Regions from separate parts of the Sus scrofa genome. Here region 1 is linked to region 2. Evidence: chromatin contacts called from public Hi-C data. All regions are on one chromosome and are shown on one strand. Each heading gives the region's core, a stretch centred on a gene start, on an enhancer-like site or on the middle of the called end of the contact. The rest is flanking DNA. Distances are from core to core; before and after follow the strand shown.

Region 1 (5,404 bases), core at 677-3,176, 450 kb before region 2:
GAGAGGAATTTATATTTTTATATTTCTAAACTTTAGGCCTTTTAAATAAAACGACAGTGAAATTAGTTAGTTGAATTTGGGACATTTGGCTCTGGCTTGTCTTTTCTTTCCCACTCCAAACTTCACAGTGGAATCTTTTCTCATGGTGTTAATTTATTTGGATATATGGGTATTTCAGGCATCCTGGGATAAAACAGAGTCAGCAACATCCCCACTCTTCCCCTCCTTCTTAACCTGTCAAGCTAGTCTGAGTTAGTTCGAGGACATTTTATCTTAGGTTATCTCTGTTTTATGCTTTTTGATACTGTTGTTTGGTTTGAGATTAGCACATTGATTTTTGTTACAGGTCATGTTTTTTAATAGATTTGCCCTGCCTGCAGAAAACTCTTCTGCTCAGGATGCCATGGTGGCTTTCAACCTGCCCAAAGTTAATCTGTAGAATTTTAAAATACCATGAGTATTCGTAAGTCAGGATTCTAATTTGAAGTTTGTGGAAATACCTCTCTATTTGGCCATTATCAATTTGATAATGGTGAAAGAATGATGAATAAGTTAGATTCAGCTCTAACTTATTCTTAGGGGTTTGCGGATGTGTTTATCTTCATAGGTTAATGCAGAAAAACTTACTTTAAAAAATTATAATTTTAAAAGTAGGAATTGGTAGGCAGATTTATTTTAGAAATGTTGAATGAGATGGTGCCTTTTTTTGGATGAATTAAGAAAAGTCAGCTTGGATGTAATTTAAAAGGAGCCAAATGCAAAATAAGTGACTTAGAAAGAAACACAGATTATCAAAAAGGTAATGAAGAACTGTTTTAGACAATTTGTAGGGGTCTACTAAATTTTAAAATTTAATGTTTTATATTCCTTCATATCTCTTATCATTTTATAGCATAAGGTAGCTATGCCTTTTGGTTTTACACAAATCCTGTCTTTTAAGATCTTGCTAAAGTAATATTACCAGAGGACTTCAGTCTTCTGGAAAAAAATAGAGAACTTTAATTGCAACTTAAATAGACTTAAAACATTTTTCTCTTAGAAGGAAAGTTCACTGGGCACATTAAGCTGATAATAAATGGATGCTGTGGCAAAATTAAGTAAATACACTTTAGCTTATACCAATAAGTATAAATACTCACCAGTACTTTGATTTGAAATTATGTTTAGATAAAATTAAAAGTGGGTATTACACCTTGATCCCAGAGTTTCGATATCTCATTTTGTAACTTGTGTAGTCACAGGAGTTTATCAGCTGCATTGGGTTTCATTACCGACTTCTGCAGTATCATAAGCATCCAAAGATCTAAGTCCACAGAAGAAAAAATATAAAACTTATTTGCCATTTGATAGTTTTGCTGTTAGAATCTGTCTTCCCAGGTATTCACTTCTGGAAATTAGATGTTCAGTTTTCAAATGATGGTAACTTATTAATTGTCAATATTTATTATTCGGAGGTGGGCCACACTAATTTTATATGTTGACTTGCTCCAGATCTCTAAAACAGCAACTGAAACCTATCAGTCTGAATGGAAATATGTAACATTTTCATAAATGCATCTTTCCTGTTTAAACATTTGAAAAGTTGTATCAGTTTCACCTAACTAGTGAGTGTAGCAGAAAGGTCTTTTTAATGTTATGCTCAATTCTGAACTGGCCTATTACTAAGTAAGTTTGAATAATGAAAATCCAAATCAAGGAGACTCTTACTATTTGTCCCTAATTTCTTTAATAATGTAAAGAGCTTTTAAGTGACTTTTAAAAAGACTTTCAATAATAAAAACTTTCTTTATGTTCTCCCTTAGTAGTTACGTTTATAAAGCTAGAGATGACTCAGTATCAGTAATAAGCCTTTTAATCTGAAGCATGTTATAAACACTTTGGTCCTTCCAAAGAGAATATTCTTTCAAATGCTATATATATTGTAAAGTTATTGGATTCATTTGACCAGTTATCAAAATGATGCTAGGATAATTAAACATGTCTCCTACTGGTTTGGCATTAATGAATGGAATAGTAAAATAATACAGCGGCAGATATAACCAGCATACTTTAAGATGCTGATTCTCCTCAGTACGGTTTGAGTATTACCAATTTAACATGTTATTCTCTTATGGAAAAAAAAGTCTGTAATTCATCTGGGATTTTCTGAATTTCAACCTAATCATAAGTTTTCTCTGGACTTGTAAATTAAACATTTCATGTTAGGGCAGCAGGTAATTGACACTGTTTAGTTTTTCTATCATGTAATCTCGTAGTTGTGAAAGTGATGTGAATTTTAGGTCAACATTCCCAAATCTTCCAGGCAGTATATAGATCTTACGTATGTGAATATGTAGAGAGAAGCAGTTTTTCCTAATTATAGCCCCTACGTATTTTTCCTCTTTCAAAATTCACTTGTTTGATTTTGCAAAATCTGAGCCACCAGTGTTTTATTGTACTTACCCCAGTATACCAGTACTGTGCCTTTCCCACTGACAAACAAATAAAATCAATTTAGTTCAAATCTAAGAACTTGTTTTGAAGAAAGTTGGAGAGTTGATCTTGGTTTTGAATGAGTTTCATCACCGACCTTGTCAAGGATTAACTTTATTTTTAAAGATTTAAGTGTTTTAAATAATATTTCCTATATTAGAAACATAAAAATTCTTTAATAAAAGCAATTACTTAGACTCTTTCAACTTTATTAACTCTCAACCTCAGTGTAATAGATCAATGTTATTAGATATAATGGGATGATTCTTTTATTTCGATATTTATATCAGAGTTTGTGTAAACATCTGGATAAAAATAAAGCAGTATGATGGGCATTGATAGCCTATGTTTTTGCCCTTACTTGTAAGAGACATGAAATGAATCCTCTTCCTTTTACGCTTTTTTGCATCTAGAAATTTGTAGAAGAAAAGTGTGGTTTTTATTTTTGGCCAGTTTTCTATAGAGATTTGAAGGCAAAACAAGTTACTGAAATGTTATGTTCCATTGATTTTATGCATTGTGTTATATATTCATAATAAGCTCTCAGAAATAGCTGCCTTTTTCTTAGGGGCCTGGAACATCACTGGCTGTTTGAAGCACACTTAGCTGTACAGTCTCATTTGGTGTTTCCAGTGTAAGACTAGGGTCAATAAACTCCTTATGATTAAAAGAATCAGAGAGAGCCTTCAGTAGTTCATTACTCCCTGTTCGTTGATTGTAGTGGTGTTAACTAAACCATTGGTTCACTGAAGGAATATCTTGTTGCCATGTGTGTTCTGGCTGATAATCAGTAGCTTTAGAGGCTTCCAACTTAAAGGTTGAGGATCAGATTTGGAAGGAGCACTTAGTTTGGGCAGGGGGAGCAAATTAACCTTGTGAATTTCTTGCCATTTAATCTTGCAAGTTGCTGTTTGAAGAGGCATCCCATTGCATTCTGTCCACTGGCCTGATTTCCTGTTGGATAAGAACAGATAGAGATGAGCGCTTCCTCTTCTCCCCTGTTGCTATGAGCCTAGCAAGCTACTAGCTTCATGCTGGGCCAAGAAAATGAATGAATACAATTAGTCCTTCAGGAGTCTTGGTCTTCGGAAGCTTAGGAGTATATGCCAAAAGAATGTACTTTTGAGAAAGAGGAAACATTAAAATATAAAGTGAACAAAACATAAGAATGTGTTAAGAAGAGAATTTTACATGTGGGTAGCACTTGGTTTATTGTTTATTGTTTCTTTTCCCAATATAATTCACTTGAGTAATAGTTTTTTTTTTTTTTAATACCCTTCAACACTCTTCATTTTTTTTTGTAGTTGTTTTGAATAACCTCCAGCAGTAATGAGAATTTTAAAAAGCTATGAAATTTTAAGTAATGAACCACTCTTTGTTAGCTGATGCCATGTAATTGATTTTCTTTTCAGAAACAGTATACAAACTGTTAAAATAGCAGCCCTGATTAGAATGTCCATGTTTAAAAGGCAGTTTGTAGGTCCCTAAAGTACAGTGAGAAAGGCCTGGCCACTTATCCAGGACACTCAGTCAGGACCAGTCTTCCAAACTGAGAAAAAATTGCCTTTTGATCATTTGTGACAGGTAACACCTTCATATTCAGGTATAAAAGCCTCTCAGAGGAGTATAAGAAATGAGATATTAATATTCACTTTTAGTAATTTGTCTTATGATGGTGGTCTTAGACAGCTAAACATCAATAAATTACTGTCTCTTTTAAGGGCCTGATTTATATTATTAGATTTATATTTTAGTCTCCTTCTCAACTATATCCTGAGCTGTTTTGTAGAAAAGTTTCTCGTGATTAATTTGAACTTCTACTGTTTCTGAATGGGATATTACTCACTACCAGGAGATCTGTTTCCTCTGAAATTTGCCTGCATTTATGTTTTCAAAATCGTCAGTTATAAACAAGGCAGCACAATGACACAGAACCACTTAGTTTAAAATTAAAAAGTAGTAATATGGGTTTTTCTGTGTTATAACTATTATGCCTAGTTTTGAGCATTGGCGAAAAACGTTCTTTATATTTTACTCCTTATTGTACTCTGAAGGATTTATTGTGAACTACTGAACTCTCTACATTATTTTCTAATCTGAAATGTGTGTGGATGGAAACTCTTGACTTTGAGGCTGTTGAATATAGTATTTGAACAGGGAGCCATGCATTTCAATAAAACCATTATTTTAAAATAGTGAAAACTCCTCCTTGAGTTAGCTAGTTGCTGCGAGACAGTGGTGTACCACAGTGATGGTTAGCTCAGCTTTCACTCAGGTAAAATTCTATCATTTTCAATAAGGAAAAATAAACCTTTGTCATCTTTAGAAACATCTTCACGCAATTGACACTTGACAGGTTGAAGAAAATGTTACTGTCAGGTCTTATTTTCCTCTCAAGTGAGAAATAAAAATAGTTTTGAGTGATCTTTAAAAAAAACTATTGAAAAATTATTTCAAAATGGGCAAAACTGTTTTTAGTTTTTATGTATATGTCATAGAATTAATCTGCCACTCGTGTCAAGGAACGTCATCAGAGTACAATTACAGCGGAGGCTGTCTAAGACCTCAGGTCCCAGGATGCTAACTTTAAAACGCCAAATACCGTTGATTCGTTAGTAACTGGCTATCTCTGGGCATTTTACGATGGAATTCTGTAAGAACTATAAGATGTTGATACTATTGATGCTACTGCTTCTCAAGTGACCTGATTTTCATGACTGATGATCATGATTCTGGTATGAAGTATAAGTGGGGATTTGGGTTTTGTCACATTTCCATGCATTTGCATTGGACAGTCACATCATTAGCATACAAAGATCAGACCTTTTTAAAAAATTGCTTTTACTATTAATAATTTCCAGTAACTGAAAAGCATACTCCATAGATTTCCATGTGGAAGTGCGTGACTATAGACTTGGAGATGAGGAAAAAA
Region 2 (5,757 bases), core at 1,683-4,182:
AAAAATACCATTGCACACTTGCTTGAAAGGACCTACTAGATGTTGAGTTCAAAGTACCTAAATATTTGACTGAATTAAACTTTTTTCTCCATTACAATCACAATCTTAATCAAGGGGCCTAGGGAACTTTCTGTTGAGGTCAGTTTAACCCATCTAATGAGATATACCTTATTAGGGTCACTGAAGACTTATTTGTCTATGTAGAAGGACCTATCATTTGCATAAATAAAATAAGTATATTTGATGGTATTTGAAGGAAATAAAATACTTACATCCTCCATTTCCTTCCCTGTCTCTTTCCCTATTTTCTTGTTCTTAGTATTGATGTTTGTTCTAGAATTATTACTGTAAATTGGGGTATTGTTTTAAAGTCCCAAATGGTTATTTATTTATTTATGGCCATGCTGATGGCATGTGCAAGTTCCTGGGCCAGGAATCAACCTGCACTACAGCAGAGACTTGAGCCACAGCAGTGACAATGCCAGATCCTTAACTGCTAGGCCACCAGGGAATTCCTATTTAAAAGTTTTTATTTATTTTTAAATGGTTTTAATACAGTGCTATTGCTTTCCCCCATCCAATATCTATTTCTGATAACAGCACCCTGCTTTGCCTTTGGGGAAGCACCTCTTGCCAACTTCCAATCAAGATAGTTTGGGTGGGGTCAAACTCATTTCCAAGAGGCCTGTGATTCAGGTCTGGACACAGTGCTATATTTTTAGGTGATCCAGACCAAGATAATGACACTTAAGTCTGAATTTCTTGTCAAAACTTCTGGAAAAGAGAAATTTCCTTTTTCTTTGGTCTTTATAAACAGAGTAGGAAGTGAAACTGCAGCATCTGGTGGCCATCTTGCTGCTGTGTTGGAAAAACCTACAAGAAAATATAACTAACAGAATATAGCAGAAGCTAGGGACGATGAGAGACAAATTTCTGACAACAATGCTTGACTATCTGAATCCAGCTGTACCTAGAAAGTCTCTAGAATTTTCCATTTTGTGAGTCAAAAAAGTCTTTGTCTAAGCCAATTTGTTTTGCTCTTTCTGTCCTGACACTGAAAGTCCTGACTGACACAATGATCGTAGTCTTTTGGAATGTAGCACCTGAGACCATTAAAAACAATTGCTAACAATGAAGAATTCATATTTGTTAAAATTCACCAGAATAGTGGAAAAATAGCTGGATCATGGACTCTGGTCAGGGGAAGTAGGATGTAGTGTGAATTAGAACCCTTAACTTTATACAACAATGTAAATTCCCTGAAAGCAGAAACTTTATTTTACTCATCACTATTTCCATCATCAAGTACAAGGTATGGCACCAAATGGGAAGTTAATACCTTGCTAATGAATCAACGTAAGATAGAGTGTTAAGGGAGTCACTGAGAAATTCATTCACTTCATTAGACTAAATCTCACTATGCTGGTTATTGTGAGAAAGTGAAGCCAGGTTTAATCTTCAAACAATGGAGCAACTTTGTAGCTAGACTGAGTGAGTCATACCAGAGAGGCTGTAGTGCCGAGTGATCAGAGCACGTGCTGTAAAGTCAGGCAGAACATTTGGATCTAGGCACCAGAATTTAGTTGCTCTATTATCTTAAGGAACCTAATTTAATTTTGGTAAGCCTTAATTTCCTCAACTGTAAAACTAGAAGCATAATATCTCATGTGTCGTTATAGAGATTAAATGTGATAATGAACATAGAATCTTGACACAATTGTCTGGCACATAGGAAGGGCTGCTATCATTTTTTTCTTTTTATTGTTATTCATGTCATTATAATTATCATTACCATGAATGAGAACAGTAGATTGGCAGGAGTTCTAGACTTTACTAAAATACCTTTAATCTTAAAAAGAATTTTTAAACTATGTTCTTATTCTTGGACAACTCAGATCTCCAAGGTATTGTCTTTTCTGTAAATATACTTGTGGAGAATGAAGATTACATATAAAAGCACTTGGTAGGAGTTCCTGTTGTGGCTCAGTGGGTTACAGACCTGACTAGTATCCATGAGGATGCAGGATCAACACCTGGACTCGCTCAGTGGGTTGAGGATCCGGTGCTGCCATGAGCTGTGCTGTGGGTCACAGACGTGGCTCAAATCCTGCATTGCCATGGCTGTGGTGTAGGCCAGCAGCTACACCTTCAATTAGACCCCTAGCCTGGGAACTTCCATATGTCACAGTTGTGGCCCTAAAAAGCAAAAAAAAAAAAAAAAAAAAAAAGCTCCTGGTAAATTGTAAAGCATAATAAGAATGCAAGATGATATTTTCCCCTGCCTTACATGGCTTTGTAATTTGTGCTTTTGGTTTTTTTTTTTTGGGCTCACTTGACCTTGGCTCTCAAATCAAAGAGTTCATAAGAAACACCAGGTATCTTTAAAAATGCAGTTTCCTGGGCCTTGCCCTCAGAGATTCTGATTCAATAGGTCTGGGGAGGGGAATGAAGCTGCACTTTTTTAAAATATTTTTTTAGGGCTGTACGTGTGACATATGGAGGTTCCCAGGCTAGAGGTCAAATGGGAGCTGTAGCTGCCTCCCTATACCGTAGCCACAGCAACATGGGATCCAAGCCACATCTATGACCAAACCACAGCCCACAGCAATGCTGGATCCCTAACCCACTGAGCAAGGCCAGGGATTGAACCTGCGTCCTTATGGATACTAGTTGGATTTGTTAACCACTGAGCCATGATGGGGACTCCTGAAGCTGCATTTTTAAACAAGCTTTTCTTTTGATACTAATGTAGGAGAACCGTGGACATACTTTGAGAAGTACCATTCTGTGATGTGTAAGTAACCTGCAGACTGTCATGACCACTCTGGAATTCTGCACCCTGCTTGGTCTTGAAGCAGCAGTTGATAAAGGCTACTACAAGAGCTATGGCCCACTGTGCATCGTCATTTCTATTTGTAGCTGAGTGGAGTTGGCAGCAGGCACAGGCTGGCAGCAGCTTGCAACACACTCCTTGTCAAAGCACATACTGTTTCTGCAGCTGGCATCTATTCCCTGTACATCCCAATTATAACAGTATTACTGAGTCTTGTGACAGTCACACATTTCATCACCTTGGGGAACTGGGAAGAGCAGGTTGGCCATGGCATGGGTGCCCTGCTCTATCCTTTCTTCATATTCATCATTGCTTAGGAATCTTGTTGGTCTCACTTGGCACTTAGCATTTGTTGTTTCTAACTGGGGATGTTTGGAGCCAGACTACGTCAGACATTATGTACAAGCTGCAGGTTATGGAGAGTTTGCCTGCTGCAAAACACTCATTTTTGAAGCATTTCTACTATTAAAGTTGTCACTATTATTATGATTGCCATGTCTTTGTTTTCCTTTGCTGGGCTTGTATGCTTCAGCAAACCATTCCTACTCCTGGAAGCACATGGCTAGCTCTCTATAATCTGACAGAACTATAGGGTGCATTTCACTCTACCTGTGTAATGGAGACCTACCTAGGTTTTTCCTCTTAAGCGAAGTAAAGGGGCTTAATAAAATAGATTTTGCATTACTGTATGAAATGTAAAATTGCTATATGATACATACTCAAAATGCCTCTGCTTAGTCACCTAATTAAAAAAAATAACAGAGTAGCGAGTTGATGCACAAAGCAAAACATGCCAAGAGTATCCCTCATTTGGAAAATTACTAGCACTAAGTTATATTTCAAAGTTGCAATTAAGCAAGATATTAAAATAAACAAGCTTTCTTCTTTTTATGTTTTGAAACTATCCTGACATGTATGTGGGATCAATAAATGTTAGTGATAACATCTTCTCATTTGAGGATAAAGACCAAGAAGGTGGAGCAGGAGTACTGGGGGTTCATGTCCTCTGATGAACACATCAAGAATACATCCACGTGCAGAAAAAATTTCATGAAAACAAACTGGAGGCTGGCAGAAAGACTCTTGTACTACCCAGGCTGTAAGAAAGAGCCACATGGAATTGGGTAGAAAAGCAATCAGGCCAGGCCTTATGCACCTGGGAGGGGACACAGAAGAGGGAGACTACATGGGCTTGGAAGTCCTACCTGGAGAGTGATTTGAGCTACATATTGGGTGCCCTAGCCCAGGGGATTAACATTGGAAACACGGGTCCCCTTAGTGGGTTTGAAAACCAGTGAGTCTAACAGGAGGGCTGTGAGAAACCTAGACTCTACATGTGAAGAACACACACACACACATACACACACACACACACACACACGTTTATTCCTGAAACAAGGTGGAGGAAACAGACTGAAACTACTTGGGACTCTGGCCAGTTTTTTTGTAACTGTCCCAGATTCGGCTCTGGCCCTGCTTGCTCCATGGCACTGCTCCATACTAGAGGAAGTGCAGCAGTTGCCAAATGGAGTGTGCACTTGTGAGGGATGGAGCTAGCTTGGAGCTGGAACAGCATTTGAATAGAGCAACTGTGGCCACTGTTGATGCTTACCAAGGAAGTGGATCAGGAGCAATCCAGAACATGGACTGGAGCCAGGACCACTACAGCTCATGTAGTCCTAGCAGTGCTCATCTTTGGGCCAAGTATGCAGATGCTAGAAGTGGGAAGAACACATTCTTAGAGAGAACAGAACCAGCCTGAACTCTATCCACCCTCAGGGCTTCTACTCCAGTTACTTTGGACTTAACTCCACCTCCACTAGAAGAGGAAGCATTGGACACTGAGAAGTGGAGAAGCCCCAGCTCAAGCCTGGCTTAGGCTATAGTCCCTCATCTCCTGCCCCAAATCCCACCAATATGATAGCTGCCAGTACACCCCAAGGAATTACCTGACTTGTGCTCACAGTCAGACCCAGCTATCCAACCAAACCACTGGACATACACAAACTATATAGGGCTGATCCTATATAAGCCTCTTCAAGACTGCAATATGTAACTATTTCACCTAATTTCACAGGTATAAACAAAATGAGAAGATGAAAGAATTTATTTCAAATGAAAGAATAGAAAAAAACCCCAGAAAAAACAACTAATTAAACAAAAATGAATAATTTACCATATAAAGAGTTCAAAACATTAGTAGTAAGAATGATAACTGAATTAGGAAAAAGAACAGATGAACACAGTGAGAATTTTAACAAGGAACTGGAAAATATAAAAAAAGAACTAGGAAGAACTGAAGAATACAATAACTTAAATGAAAAACATACTAGAAGGAATTAATAGCAGAGTAAATGATATAGAAAAATGCATGAGTGATCTGAAGATGGAATAGTGGAAATAACCATTCAGAACATCAAAAATAAAAATAAATTTTTAAAAATGAGAAAAATTTAATGGGAATTTGTTTTTGCTTCTGTTTTGTTTTTTTTTTTTTTTTTGGCAATGCCTGCAGCATGCATAAATTCCCAAGTCAGGGGTTGAACTCAAGCTCCAGCAGTGACAATGAGCCACAGCAGTGACAATGCCAAATCCTAAACTGCTATGCCACCAGGGAACTCCTTTAGAGGGCATCTGTAACAACATCAAGTGTACCAACATTTGTATTATAGGGGTCTCAGAAGTGGATGAAAGAGAGAAAGGGATTGAAAATATATTTGATGAAATTATGTCTGAAAAATTCCTAAACATGGGAAAGGAAATAGGTACCCAGGTACAGGAAGCACAGAGGGTCCCAAACAAGATGAACTTAAACAGAAGCAAAACAAGATATACGATAATTAAAATGGCAAAAGTTGAAGATAATGAGACAATTCTAAAGTCACATACAAAGGAACTCCCAAAAAGCTATCGGTAATTTTTCT

Evidence for each region. Hi-C and Micro-C count contacts between places; a contact is called where the count stands out from the background.
Region 1: a Hi-C map of fetal heart ventricle shows a contact between it and region 2, with 5 times the contacts expected there. The contact joins two enhancer-like sites. A contact is called at or near these places in 1 of 5 promoter capture datasets (liver), 2 of 47 Hi-C or Micro-C datasets (fetal heart ventricle and heart right ventricle) and 1 of 2 datasets of contacts at active chromatin or transcription factors (skeletal muscle).

Annotation. Positions count from the first base shown.
Region 1 is chr2:112,808,348-112,813,751 of Sscrofa11.1, reverse strand. All of the region lies in intron 1 of EFNA5 (ephrin-A5), which reads left to right. Among named protein-coding and RNA genes, the nearest start is that of EFNA5, 10 kb to the left of the region's middle. Within about 2 kb of position 1,926, at least 2 of the 83 cell types and tissues checked have an H3K27ac peak or open chromatin away from gene starts, as enhancers often do.
Region 2 is chr2:112,354,501-112,360,257 of Sscrofa11.1, reverse strand. No RefSeq gene overlaps it. Among named protein-coding and RNA genes, the nearest start is that of EFNA5, 460 kb to the left of the region's middle. Within about 2 kb of position 2,932, at least 12 of the 83 cell types and tissues checked have an H3K27ac peak or open chromatin away from gene starts, as enhancers often do.